Linked DNA regions of Sus scrofa: region 2 is linked to region 1. The links are chromatin contacts, called in public HiChIP or PLAC-seq maps. All regions are on one chromosome and are shown on one strand. Each heading gives the region's core, a stretch centred on a gene start, on an enhancer-like site or on the middle of the called end of the contact. The rest is flanking DNA. Distances are from core to core; before and after follow the strand shown. Region 1 overlaps LOC102162837 (a long non-coding RNA gene). Region 2 has its middle 120 kb from the start of ECI2.

Region 1 (6,776 bases), core at 2,330-4,829:
CACTGAGCGAGGCCAGGGATAGAAACTGCACCCTCATGGATACTAGCCATATTCGTTCTGCCACAACAGGAACTCCTGTTCGGCTCTCTTGCTTTAATTTTCCTTCTGCCGGGACTCCTGTTATTTATTGCATTTTCTTTGCCTGTCTTCTATAGTCACTACTCCTGAATCCAATTTGTTCTTCTGATGTTTTAATTTTAATTTTTTAACATTCTAATATTTTGGGGCAGCACCCACAGCATGCAGGAGTTCCTGGGCTAGGGATCGCACCTGCATCTGAGCAGCATCCCAAGCCATAGCAGTGACAAAGCTGAGTCCTTAACCTGCTGAGCCACGGGGGAACTTCTTCACAGTCTAGTTTTATTAAGGTTTATCTGTTACGTTTATTTGCTCTTGGGTTTTAAGTTAGTTTTCTTTTCTCCATTTCTGCTTCTTGGTTTGTGTTTTATCACTTTCTTTCTGAGATTTCTATTTCAGATGTATATTTCCCTTTTATACATTTTACTATTTTTGATGCCTTTTTGCTCATTTTGATCCATCAGGTTATACTTTTCTTCTCTCTTTGTGGATTCTGTTTGGCGGATGTTATTCTGCATCTTTATCTCTTTGATCTTGATCATTTTTAAGTGTTTTTTGTTGTTGTTTGTTTTTTTGCTTTTTAGGGCTGCACCTGTGGGATATGGAAGTTCCCAGGCTAAGGGTCAAATGGGAGCTGTAGCTGCCAGCCTATGCCATAACCACAGCCATGCCACATCCAAGCCTGGCTTGCCACCTACACCACAGCTCATGGCAGCACCGGATCCCCAACCCACTGAGCGAGGCCAAGGACCAAACCCGCATCCTCATGAATACTAGGTGGATTCGTTCCCCTGCGCCACACTGGGAGCTCCCTAATTGATCATTTTTATGGCAATTGGTTTTCCTGAACTTTTAGAATAAGGTAAGATTCAAGAGAGCTTTCGAGGCCTCACAAACCCCCTCCTTGTTTGGATCCTACATGGTGTTAAATGTGGCGCTTTGCCCCCCTGGTGGCCCATATACTCCCTCTCCCCGTGTGCATCTGCGCTTTCTTTATTCTTTGGGTCCCCTGCTCTTATCCTGCTGAATTTGGATTCTATTTTCAGCAGTGTGTCCTCAGAGTGGAACGTGACCCCCGGAGGGGGCATTTGACTCGTGTCTGGAGAGTCCACAGGCCGTTTGGCCCCTGCACACGGTCCTCAGGACCCCTCGACTCACCTGCCTCTGGGGCACAAACCCCTTCCCACTCCTGCTAACTGGGCCTGGTAGAGCCTTTCAGGTGGCCCCTCCTCTGACCTTGGTGTTCTTGGTTCTTCAAACGCCTGCTGCTTCCCTTGGCACAGCTGCTGACGCCAGGCAGACTTTGTGGCTGCCAGAGATCTTCCTGCACCTGCTCGGATTTTTGGAATCTGGGGGGCATCTGGCCAACCTCGTTGCCGTGTAGACATTGTCCTTGGGCCTTTTGTTTTGCCATCCTGGTTTCTTTTCTTACATTCACGGAGGGGTTGGGGGAGGTTAACAAATAAGCTGCCAGCACTGCTGCCTCTTCCCTTCCCGTTTTCCCAGGCTTTCCCCAGATTTTGGTTCTCGACCACCTAGTCCTTTTACAAATATGTTTTGAATAAACTTATCACATTCTTCTGCTTTTATCCTTAAGCCCTTGACGCCTGGAGTCACGTCTTCAGTCCCAACCTCTCCCTCGAGCTTCAGTCCCTTATTTTCTGCTGCCACCAGGTGTCCTCAATTGGACACCCAGGAGCATCTGAAACATACATCCCACGTACTCTCACACCTGTTTCTCTTTTCTTGGAAAATATACCTCTGGGGGGAGAATTTGTTTTTCTAACAAATTCAGTGTTGTTGGCAAGAGATCCTCTCATTGTCTCAAAATATCTGGAATAGAATTTATAATGTTGGTCTAGAGACACAAATCAGCTCCACTAAAATAGAATTCTTTATAAGGACTTTGGCTGGTTTTGTTTGCTTTTGGCAAAGGAATATTTAAAACTCTTAGAACATAGATTTCTTATGATAAAAACAGTACAGATTATAGAAAATATGGAAAAGTACAGAAGTCTCACAATCCCAGCCCCCAAAGATAATCACTATTTACATTTTTTTTTTTGTGTCTTTTTACGGCCGCAGCCGCAGCATATGGAGGTTCCTGGGCTAGGCGTCCAATCAGAGCTACAGTTGCCGACCTACACCACAGCTCACGGCAACACCGGATCCTTACCCCACTGAGTGAGGCCAGGGATCGAACCCACAACCTCATGGTTCCGCATCGGATTTGTTTCCGCTGCGCCACGATGGAAACTCCCCATCACTATTAACATCTTGGATTTTTACCTTAAAATTTTTTTCTACTTGGGTGTATATTTTACTTAAAGTTCTTGATGGGTGTTTTCCTACGTCATTTGCTAATCTTGGAAAATGTGGTTTAAAAATGATAATATGATATTCCACACGAGATAGAATATATATAGATGTACCATAATTTATTTATATTTCAATTGGCACTTAACCGTCCTACTATTAAAAAATAGCACTGATAATTGTGAAACTTCATGGATCTCTGATTATTTTCCTTTAGGATTAATTTCTAGAAGTGAAATTGTTGAACCAAAGGATATCTATATTTTTAAGCCCTTTGATACACATCACTAAATTTTCTCTAAGAACTGCACACCGACATGCTATCGTACTATTAGTGCATAAAATTCAAAATTTCTTCTTGCTGCTGTTAAAAGGTTTTTGCCAGTTTGATAAGCCACAAGGGCATGTCGCTGTTACTGGAATCTGAATTTGCCGTAGTGCTAGGATGGTTCAATACTGTGGCATGTACTTAATAGCCAAGAGCATTTCATTTGTATGACTTCCCAGCACATGAGTCAGAAGAGCTTTTTCTTGCCAGGGGTCCACAGGTCACAAAGCCTGAAGGTCTTGTGCAACAGCAGCCTCTGACATTGTCCAAATGACTTGCTGAAACGGTATTTTCAGTGAGTATACATTTTATAGAGTAGGATTGTATATGGGTGCTTAGCGTGTTATTTTTAAATGATGAGATGATTTAAAGTATTGTTGAATCATGAACAGTCATCAGATTCTCCTTCATACCTGCTGGTAACAAAAACAGCCATAATTCATTCTGTCCTTGCTAAGTGCTTGGCAAACAGTGCCTCATCCAACACAGTCTTGTGAAGTTGGCACTTGATTTGGGGTTTTCCATGACTGAGTAAGCCTTAGACACCCACAGCATGCTGGCTAAGGTCACACAGCTATTGGGGGGGGGGAAGGGGGTGAAGGCTGACCTGGAGCTCACTTGAAAGCTGACTTCAGAATCCACCACTGTGCTGTGGGGCTTCTCCCTGTGCTGTGGTTTGTAAACTTACGGCACATTAAGATCAGTGGAGGGCTTTTAAAAAAAGGACAGATGCCAAGTCGTATAATCCAGACAAATTGCATCAGAATCTTTGGGGATGGTGCCCCGTCATCCATATGTTATAAAAGCTTCCTGAGTCATTGTAACATGCAGCCAGAGTCCAGAGCCATTGCTAGTAATGAGTAACCAGTGTGGCTAAGGAAACAGCTTTGATGTGTCAAGTTCAAATCCTCAGGGCTCCACGTTATTCCTATGTTCATATATGCTTTTTATGCTATTCCGACCTGTGTTTGGAACAAATCCCTCTCAATTCAGCATTCTTATTACTAATCTCTCCCTCCCCAGACCCCTCTCCCCAACACCTGCCCCTCTGCCCCCCACTCTCTCTTACACACACACACACACACACACACACACACACACACACACACACACGTCTCTCTAGCTCAGAACCTCTGCTCATACAAGCTGTAGTAAGGATGCCAGACCCAAGCCTGGGCGTGTTCTCTGGACACCAAGGTCAGACATAAGGGTAGAACCTCACTCATTCAGGGCCTGCAGTGGATTAAGCCAAGAAAGACGACTTGAAGGCAGACCTTAGGAGACGCTGAATCAAAAGTCTGCCCGAGAGTCTTTGGTCCAAAGAAGCAAGACAGAAAAATAATCTGCAGATGAGGCATCTGGGATGGGGGCCAGATGGATGGAAGAGGGATTTAGAGACCACGGGTGATGCTGGATATGAGAAGGAAGGGGTCATCAATGCCAAGGCCACAGTCTATCAGCTCTGTTTCTTTTCAGTGATATTTCCAAAAAAATGGAGTCAAGGTTAAAACTAGGAGATGGCACGTATCCATGGAGAGTCCAGCTTAAAACAATGGGAAGTTTGGCGACCTCGGGCCATTGTTCCCATATAGCCACAGTGAGCGTCCCCAGTAGCGGGTGCCCACTTTGCAAGGGAGGCGGGCATCTCTGGGCCCCACAGCCCCGCCAGGGTTGGGGCCACCCATTCAGGAGCTGTGACTGCCCATGCTGACATGTGTTGGCATTTGTGGCTTCTGATTTAAGATTCCAAACCAGCCCGGACATGAGGCAGTCACTGAGCGTCAGGTGTTGATCTGCTGATTTTCAGGGTAGCCTTGGCTTCCCTCCAAATGTCCCTACGAGATGGAGGGAGGCTGCTGGGTCAGCGAACAGGCCCGGCTGCAGGCTGCAGCTTCTCTCTCTCCCTCACCGACCAGCGCTGCCCGCGGCGCGCGGGGTTGAGGAGTCCCAGCAGGGGCGGGACCCCCGTGCGCCACGTCCAGGAACCTCCCTGTGACGTCATAACCATCCCTTTCTCCCACGGCAGCATCCAGAGCATGCGCAGATGCCGCGGGCCGCCCGAGCATCCGCTTCGCTTTTTATTAACCATCTTTCCTAGTCGACTTTGATAGGAACGTTCTTAGAAACAGTCAAATGAATTAACTATGCCTCCCAAGGATAACTCCCCACCAGTCCCCCCTCCGCCCCAGTTGGCCGCACCTGTTTTCCTGAAGGTTTATTCCTGTATTTTTCTTTAAAGACATAATAATTGAGTTCTTTATACTTGACCGCTTCAGGGAAAGGTCTGAATATTCTGAACTTGTCCTCCTCTTGCTAAGCCTTGCCTTTCCTGAAGACCTCAGTGGTGGCAAAGGAAAGCAGATGAGATAGTTCCATAAAGAGTCCTTTCTCCTGGGAGAGCAAAGACCCCAGTAATTAAGTAATTCAAAAAACACACCAGTAAGGAGTTCCCGTCGTGGCACAGCGGGAACGAAGCCGACCAGTAATCAGGAGGTTGCCGGTTGGATCCCTGGCCACGCTCAGTGGGTTAAGGATCCAGCATTGCCCTGAGCTGTGGTGTAGGTCACAGACACGGCTAAGATCTGGCGTGGCTGTGGGGAGGCTGGCAGCTAGGGTTCTGATTGGACCCCTAGCCTGGGAGCTTCCGTATGTGGTAGGTGTGGCCCTAAAAAGCCAGAAAAAAAAACCCCCAAAAAACACACCAGTAAGTACATAAATCCTAGAGAAACCTGTTGCAGGATATCAGTTGAAAGGCTAAATTCTTACAACCACGCACTTAAAGTTTCTTTTATCCCTTCTCTTGTGTATTCTGTCTTAAGAAAAAATAGCCCAAACTAGGATAAAGTAAAAGGATGATGGTGTCTTGCCGTCAGTCAAACCCTGTCCAGGGTGGTCCTCCCTTCATGTCACTTATGATTTACTCGCCTTACCTGAAGATTTTGGGAATCAGACGTTGACTTGGAGAGTTACAAGGTGGAAATGGTTTTTGTCCAGGAGGGAGTCATGTGACTTCTCTCCTTTAGAAACGAGAGTGACAAAAGTTTTGGTTTTCCTGCCCTGCAGAGACACAGTCCACTTTCTATCTAGCCTAGCCGTCTTATTACAGCCTTCTGTCTTTCAGAGCCCAGTTTCTCTAATTCTCTCTGAACCAGCTTTCCAGTTCTGTTAGCTCCTTCATTAATGCAGACAGCAAAGGTGTGAGGCAGGTTCATTCCACATTTGTATAAGAATCATGTTTTTGACGTTAAAAAGCTACACCTTGGCACCAGCCTGACGTGTCCCCAGTAGCAATTTTCGTGCCCCCAATCTCCTGCTGACGGCACAGAGCTTCTTCCCTTGGTTGCTGTGGGCAAAACCTTGGAAATGCTTTTGTAGTTAATGTACGTTTAAGAGGAACCCTCCGTTGAGGAAGAGCGAACTGATCAATTAGCTTCAGTTTAGGGGAAGAAAAACCAGATAAGGCCATTTGTGGATAAAGCAGCCAACATTTCACGATGCCTCTGCTGGTCACAAACACGAGCTCCGTTGCTGAGGTCATAACTTCAGGTTCAGGCTTGCAGGGGAAGCGGAGTACTTGCTGCATTTCTCTTTTGACCCAGAAGTCTTTCTGAGGCTCTTTTTCTCCACTCTGCTCCCTTCCCACGCATCTTGGCGTGGCGAGGAGGAGGCTCGGAAGCCATGGGGCTGAGCCTCCAGGGAGGGCCAGCAGGCTTTCTAATAAGGACGGTCCTGAAGGGCCAGGGGTAAAGTCAATTGAAATGTCTTATTTCAAATGAGCTAGGAGGTTTGCTTTATTGTAAAGAGAACAAATTAAAGAAATCCACTGTGTAGTTCTAGTCAAAGATGGTGTTCGGTGTGCTGTTTAAATATCTGTACCATGACTATTTCAACAAAAATACATTCTCTTCCAAATACTGGAATCGATTTGGAAAGTTGAATGGTAATACATCATCTGTGAGATGATACAGTAAATATTGATGGGGCTCCCGTCCTGGCTCAGTGGTAATGAACCCAACTAGTATCCATGAGGACTCAGGTTCGATCCCTGGCCCCA
Region 2 (6,776 bases), core at 2,800-5,299, 93 kb after region 1:
CTCGCTGAATGAATCTAAGCTTCTTCCTGTGTCCAGCAGAACTGACCATAGGTGGCTCCTGCCGTTGTGAGGGTGAAACACGGAGTGCAAACTGTACATCCACACGTGGCCACACCTGTGTGCTCACTGGGTACTGACAGTAGGCTCTTGGGGACCAGGGCCTGTCCCCCTTGCTCAGGCTGTACCAGTGTCTGCTCTCCGGTGGGTCCAGGCCTTCTGTAATAAATAAGCCCAGCCGGCCGGGCTCTCCATCACCTGGCGAGAAGCCGCCCGCACACCTGCGCGGTGCACTCCTGGTCCCCTGGCCAGCCTCTGGCTAAGGCCGGCCTGGGTGTCTGACCACTGCTCCCCGGAAGCAGCTCCTAACAGGGAAATCGAGACAAAGGGACGGTCCTGTTTGGGGACGCACATGCCAGCCCTTCCCTCCTCCATGGGAAAGGGGAGGGGGGGGACCTGGGAAACCCAACTCAGCCGACCCAGGCGACGCAGCCTCCACACCCGCACTGAACGCTTACTATGCCCTGACGCTGGGCAGTGAATCTGGGTCTGCCCCTGGCCCCTGCCACCCCCTCCATGCTTCCACTCGTGGGAGCGCCCCGAGGGCCAGAGTCTGGAGGAGGAGGAGGTGATGGCACCCCCAATGGCCCAGATCTCCCCGTTTCACCTCCCTTCCCGAGACCCCATCTTCTCCAGGCTCCAGGCGGGGCTCACACTCCTCCTGCTTTAGGCCTTGCCCTGTCCTGCTCCTCCCGAGGGGCCTGGCCCTTTGCGATGCTCAGGGTTAGGGTGCAGACCCCATGTCTCGGCCACAGCCCACTGGCATTTCCTAGGCCGTGGGGACATGTCCTGGGGAGGCACTGCCCAAGGGAGCCGAAGACGGAAGCCTTGGCCGTGACCACCCTCTTAGAGCCGCCTGGAGGTCTCCCTACCTGCTTGTCCCTGCATCACATGCTCCATCCTGGTCTCAGAGTGGCTCAGGGCAGCTCCGGGGGTGGCACACACAGCTGGCTGCTCATCGGAGTGGTGGATGGGCAATGGGGGAAGGGAGCCCCCTGGAGCAGCCCTACTTGGCTCCAGTCTTCATGGCGGCAGCGGGGCGGGGGGCGTTGGGAGCCTCCTTTCTGTCCCCAAAGTGATCTCTGCGGGGGAACGGCCGGCCCATGTGCGTCTTCACCTTCTCTGCCCAGCTGACTCTCTGCTCGGCCTTCCCTGCCCAGGGCGCCACGTCCTTTGACCCCTTTGTGCCTTCCTGTCCCTCCCTGATCTCTTGACAGTCGTTGGCTGTGCTCAAGACCAGGCATTACACGTTAATAAGAGTCTGAGTGACGCCCAGAGGCACAGCAGTACTTCCAAGCTACCGTGTGATGTATTTCTTTTAATAGTTTCCAAGATTCAGCTGTTCAGTGGACAGTGGGGCCCAATTTAAACACCCTGCAGCTGTGGGAACACACGTGGAAAGAGGCCGCTCCCGGGCCCCGGGGCACTGAAGAATGTCACCTAGACACAGAGTTTCTGGAACTGCCTACAGGGACAGTCAGGGACTACACAGCCTCTGCTCCTGGAGGAGCCCTGGAGGGCCCTGAAATGTGCCCTCCGGGATGACACTGGGTCCCCTAGGGCCCCCCAGGCTGGCCCTCTGCCTCCTTCCGTGCACCCAGGCAGCCCCATCCTCTGAGCAGGCTGTGAGCCAGGAGGCCCCTGGGCGGGGCTGTGCCATCCCACTGGCGCAGGAGGTTGATCAAAACCGGCGGCCCCCGCGAGGCCCTATTCACAGGCTCCTCTGCTGAAGTGCCTGTGTCCTCTCCGGCTGCACTTCCAGCGCGTGGCCGTGGACTGCTGAGCAAGTACGCACCCCGGGTTGGGATTCAGTTGAGGTCTCCACGACCCTTTTTGCCGTCTGACTACTGGGCCCCTTTCCTCAGCGAGGGGCGGGGGGCACCTTCATCTAGAGACGGGCTGTCACTTGCCGGGCACCATGCAGACTTTTATAAAACAATCACATGTAGACCTCGAGTCACTTCACGAGGCAGGCGTGGTCCCGCCCGTTCCACAGACGAGACGTGCCGGACCCAGGCAGAGGGCGCGACTCAGGGTGAACCTGAGCCCTGATCTTGGCCACCCGCTTCGCGTCCATTCATCTTGCTTTGGTGTTAGCGCCAGGCACAGGGCCTTGCACATAAATAACTCCCAATAAATGCATGGTCTTGGAGTCGAGAGAGAGCCAGCTGGGCATCTGAAGGGGTGGAGATGCTGGCACAGCTTGCGGAAGGGGCGTTAACACTTTAACAGGGGAGGATAAACAGAAAGAAGAGCAGGAGTCCATCTACTTGGCAGAAGGGGCCCTCCTGCCCCTTTCCCTGACCGCCTGGTCAGAGTGGGCATGTGACTGTTTTCCCTTTGCTGTCGCAGGAGCCAAAGGTCCTGCCTGGCCAGGGGAGCCCCTGGGGGCCCTGGCACACCTGGCTCACCCCGGTCCTCAGCTGCCACGTCCTGTGCGATCATCACAGGACAAGAGTCTCTGTGGCATGTTCGTCTTTGGCCCCGTCCCTCCCGCCTCAGCACCACTCCTGGAGTGCAGCTCCTCCCTGGAGTCAGGGGGCCACCAAGGCCACCGCCTAGGTAGCTGCTGTGACCTCAGCAAGGGACGCCTGCCAGCTGTCCCCTCCTGCCACAACTCTGCTTCTCTGAGTCTGGCAGTGGCTGGAAGCCAGGAGCCCTCCCTCCACCTCAGTCCACTTCGGGTGCCACCTCCATCAAGCCAGGAGCCAGGCACAGTCTAGGGGTCCGGCCCAGAGACTCGGCCCCTGCCGAGGGGGGAAACGCCCCGCTAGGCTTCCTGGGGCCCCGGCCCCTACTGGGAAGCGAGCATCTTCCAGCAGGCGGTCCTTAAGCACACGGTCCTCAGAGCTGCTCCACGGGGGGTGGGGAGGGGGGAGCGTCCCCATCACATCACACGTCCCCCCCACCCCAGCGCCCTCCTCAGCCCCGCTGTCTACTCGTTCCGGCCCATTCCACGAACCGCAGTTCTGTTCTCACCCACGAACATTCCGTAAGGCCTCCTCTGTCCAGAACTTCCGCTGAGTCACAGCTGGGATCCGGCTGCACGGTGTCCGTTCTCTTCTCTAAACCCACGTTCCTGAGTTTGGCCATTTGACCTTGACCCGATTGATTTCAGAGACTCCGGCCGGAACCCAGCAGGAAGCCGAGGGCTCTGAGCACGACGGCTCAGCTTCAGGAGAGCTGCTCAGGCCTGCAGGCTCCCTGAATGCCAGGCTCTGTCTCCTCCTGGCACCTCCCACGGTGGGGCTGGGAGCGCGTGCCTGGACCTGAGGCCCCACGGCAGCGGGAAGCAGGACAGGCTACCGTGACTTTGGGCTGGAAGCCGCGTCCCTGGCGTGTGGCCCTGGAGCTTGGCTCCCACCTCTGCCACGCGCTCACGCAGATTCTCTTCTGGGTTTAGAGATCTCCGAGCAAAATGAGAAAACAGGGTTCTCTTCTTCTGCTTCTCTTCATGTAAACTTTCTTCTCCTTGGGTTCTTCTTTTGCGGGGGGCAAAAGAAAATTGGTGGAAAGAGGGCCCAAAGCAGCAGCAGCCCTGGCTAAATTGTGGGCCCCCCGAACACAAATACAGTTAGAAATAAGTGCAGCCCTCTCTGTGCTGCTGTGTGATTTTGAGTAAGTTACTTAACTTTGCTGGACCTTATGCAGCTCACAGGATCCAAGAGTGCTGCTGTCAGGAACAGCTCTTTGCGGCATGTGTGTGTGTGTGTGTGTGTGTGTGTGTGTGTGTGTACACGTGTACGTGTGTTCCTGGATTTATATGGTTCCCAGAGCCCACTTACCCTCGAGCACTCAGCGAGTACCTTCCACGCCGCGGGAGGTACCGTGGTGCTGCATTCAAGGAGCCGAGGTTGCTCTTCTTTTCCGCTGTTCCAGAAAGCTTGGGGAGAGACAGAGCTCTATTGTTAGCCAGGCCTCCCCCTCTTCAGCGGGGCGGACGCTCCGGGCACACGTGCAGCTGAACGGCAGCAAGTCCCTGGCTTTGCCCGTGGACGCGCCAGGGCCCTCTGGCAGAACTCCCAGTTGTGCTTCTCTCTGCTCTCCAGCACGAGGGCAGAAGAGGTGGCTGGATGCCCTTGCTCAGGAATCAGCGGGAATGAGGCACACGAGTGCCTTCCCCAGCCCGCTCCCGCTTTGCAGGGAGAAGCAGCATTCGACCCGTTACGCCGAGGTCGCCGCTTGGCCGTCTGCTTTCCACCTGGATTCACACCCCGCGCGTGGCAGAGCGCCCAGGCGGGGGAAGTAGGAGAAGGAAGCCGAAAGTTGGAACCTGCAGGTCGCAGAGCCCACGCCGAGCAAAGTTTACTCCCGAGCGCCGGCGGGCGGGACAGCAGCCCGGGAAGCACACGTCTCGCCAAGAAGCACCGTGTGTCGCCCAGATATGATTTCACTCCTCACAGAGCATCGTGCTTCAGCTTCGGGTGGGGTAAGGAGGGGAGCACAGGGCAGACCCCCAGAGGGGTCTCGGACCTCACACCCTGTCACTCTCCTGCCCCCCCTTTCACGGGGATCCCCTGCCCTCCTGGTTGAGAAAGTCACCGTTCTCCCCTAAAGACAGCCCCCCCGGGGTACCTTCATGGAGCAGAGCCTAGAAAATGGCATCCTGCCCTTTCTGGCCAACCAGAGTCTCCCCCAGGCCAGAACCCCAGCCCAAGCCACAAGGCTCATCCGTCTTTGTGAGTTTGATCTTTTACATTTAATTAAAAGAGGCCACTTTAGCTTACAGGCAATGTTAAGTCACTAGTAGCCACGGGAGACAGGAGGTCACCGGTGTCCACTGATAACTGATAGCCAGCAATGATCCCCAAACCTCATTTTTTTCTCTTTGTCTTTTTACAGCTGCACCTGTGGTGCATGGAAGTTCCCAGGCTAGGGGTCAAACTGGAGCTGCAGCTGTGGGTCACGGGATCTGAGCCACGTTGGCGACCTATGGCACAGCTTGAGGCAATGCTGGCCCTAACCCGATGAGCGAGGCCAGGGATTGAGCCTGCATCCTCATGGACACTGTGTCGGGTTCTTAACCCACTGAGCCACGGTGGGAACTCCCCCATACTTCATCCGGCTCAGTAATTCCAGCGTCCCCTCCAGGTCAGCGCCATGGGAGCCGCAGGACGTAGCCTGGCTTGCAACCCTTGCCTGGCTTGCAACCCCTTCTCCCTGCCTCCGTTCATCTCCCAGCAGAAGTGCCGAGTCCTGCACAGGCCCCGGTCAGAGCGCCAGCCAGCAGGGAGCCGCTATTTTCCACAGCAGAGAATCATCCAGCCACTCTATACGCATGTGCCCACTTCAAGCACAGCAAACACCCCCGAATCCAAGTCTCACGACCTGCGAATGAGTGCACGGGTGGGGAGTGTTACAAACGGGGCTTTGCTTCATAAACAGACTCACTGTGAGAGTCTTTACGCCACAGGTTATCATCAATTTCTGTAGGTTCTCAGATTCTTTAAAGGAATTAAAGAGCTACCGATCCCTCCCTCAGAAAACTGTATTCACACAGAAATTTGTAAAATTTCACTTACCATGTTGTACATTTCAACAGCTTGTAGATGCGGTGCCATAATTAGGCTTAATGTGAAGAATAAATAGATGTGCTTTTCCCTTCTATTAGCTCACAAGCTATAAGAAAGGAGAGTATGGGAGATAGTATGAGAAAAAGAATGTATACATACGTACGACTGGGTCACTCCGCTGCACAGCAGAGATGGCTCAATACTGTAAACCAACTCTGCCTTAATAAATAAAAAAAGTAGAAAAAGATAAAGAGAGAAAGACAGAAAGAAAGAGACAGACAGACAGACAGGAAAAAAGACAGGAAGGAAGGAAGACTAAATAAAATGACAGACATGCCAGGAAAAAAAAGAGAGCACACCATCTAAGACTGGCTGTGTTAAGGGCTGTGATAAAAGTACCAAAACCCGCCGCAGGTCCACAATTTAATTAAGTATTTTATCAGATCGAGTGGACAGTATTAACCAAATTGTTTGGGTTACTTTAACGATGACAGTCTAATATCTTTCTAAAATTTACTATCCGTTATTAATACTCGAAGTCTACGGAGCGCCTCTGCAGAGCGACACGAGAAGGCAGAGAAGGGATGAGTCATTTCCGACAAGAACGCCGCCGTCAACAAGCCATCACAGAGGAGGTGCCATTTAAATGGAGCCCTGGGTGTAATGTGAAAAGAACTTCAGTAGGTGGCAACAGATAGAACACGAACGCGTTAGGAATCGCGACCCAGAGAAGGTGAACCAGCAGCAAAGAGTCTGTCTCTCGGGAACTGAGAGCCATCAGCATCTGCCAAAATGTAGACGCACGTCAAACACGCAGGTGATAAGTCTCCTCGGAAGCCACGTTCCCCGCCTTTCCCCACAGCCTCAACATTTCACCCAAACGCATGTGTGGCCTTCACAAAGGGGCCTCTCAAACGCCACCTGGAGGGTTCTGTGGGTGCTCCAGGCCTGGGGCAGGGATGCCCCCTCCCTGTGGCAGGAGATGGAAATGAAGCGACAGGTTGACATAAATGCACACACACAAGGAAATGCCGGCCGGGACCCCAACCCGGGGAGGAAGGCTGCGACGTCCCAGAGGTGACCGCAGTTTTAGGGGAGCAGTTCCCGCGGTCAGAACAGCCGCAGACGGAGAATTTCACTTTGCGAATCCGACATGAGGCAAATTCAGCCTTCACAGCGCTTTGCACAGAAGGGCCTCGAAACAGT

The links. HiChIP or PLAC-seq counts read pairs in DNA pulled down with a chosen protein or histone mark.
Region 2: an H3K27ac HiChIP or PLAC-seq map of skeletal muscle shows a contact between it and region 1. The contact joins two enhancer-like sites. A contact is called at or near these places in 3 of 47 Hi-C or Micro-C datasets (fetal heart ventricle, heart right ventricle and liver) and 1 of 2 datasets of contacts at active chromatin or transcription factors (skeletal muscle).

Annotation. Positions count from the first base shown.
Region 1 is chr7:2,472,747-2,479,522 of Sscrofa11.1, forward strand. The region is part of intron 1 of LOC102162837 (a long non-coding RNA gene); the gene reads left to right. Among named protein-coding and RNA genes, the nearest start is that of ECI2, 30 kb to the left of the region's middle. Within about 2 kb of position 3,580, at least 22 of the 83 cell types and tissues checked have an H3K27ac peak or open chromatin away from gene starts, as enhancers often do. A contact at or near this core is called in liver and skeletal muscle, where this site is marked.
Region 2 is chr7:2,565,247-2,572,022 of Sscrofa11.1, forward strand. No RefSeq gene overlaps it. Among named protein-coding and RNA genes, the nearest start is that of ECI2, 120 kb to the left of the region's middle. Within about 2 kb of position 4,050, at least 19 of the 83 cell types and tissues checked have an H3K27ac peak or open chromatin away from gene starts, as enhancers often do. A contact at or near this core is called in liver and skeletal muscle, where this site is marked.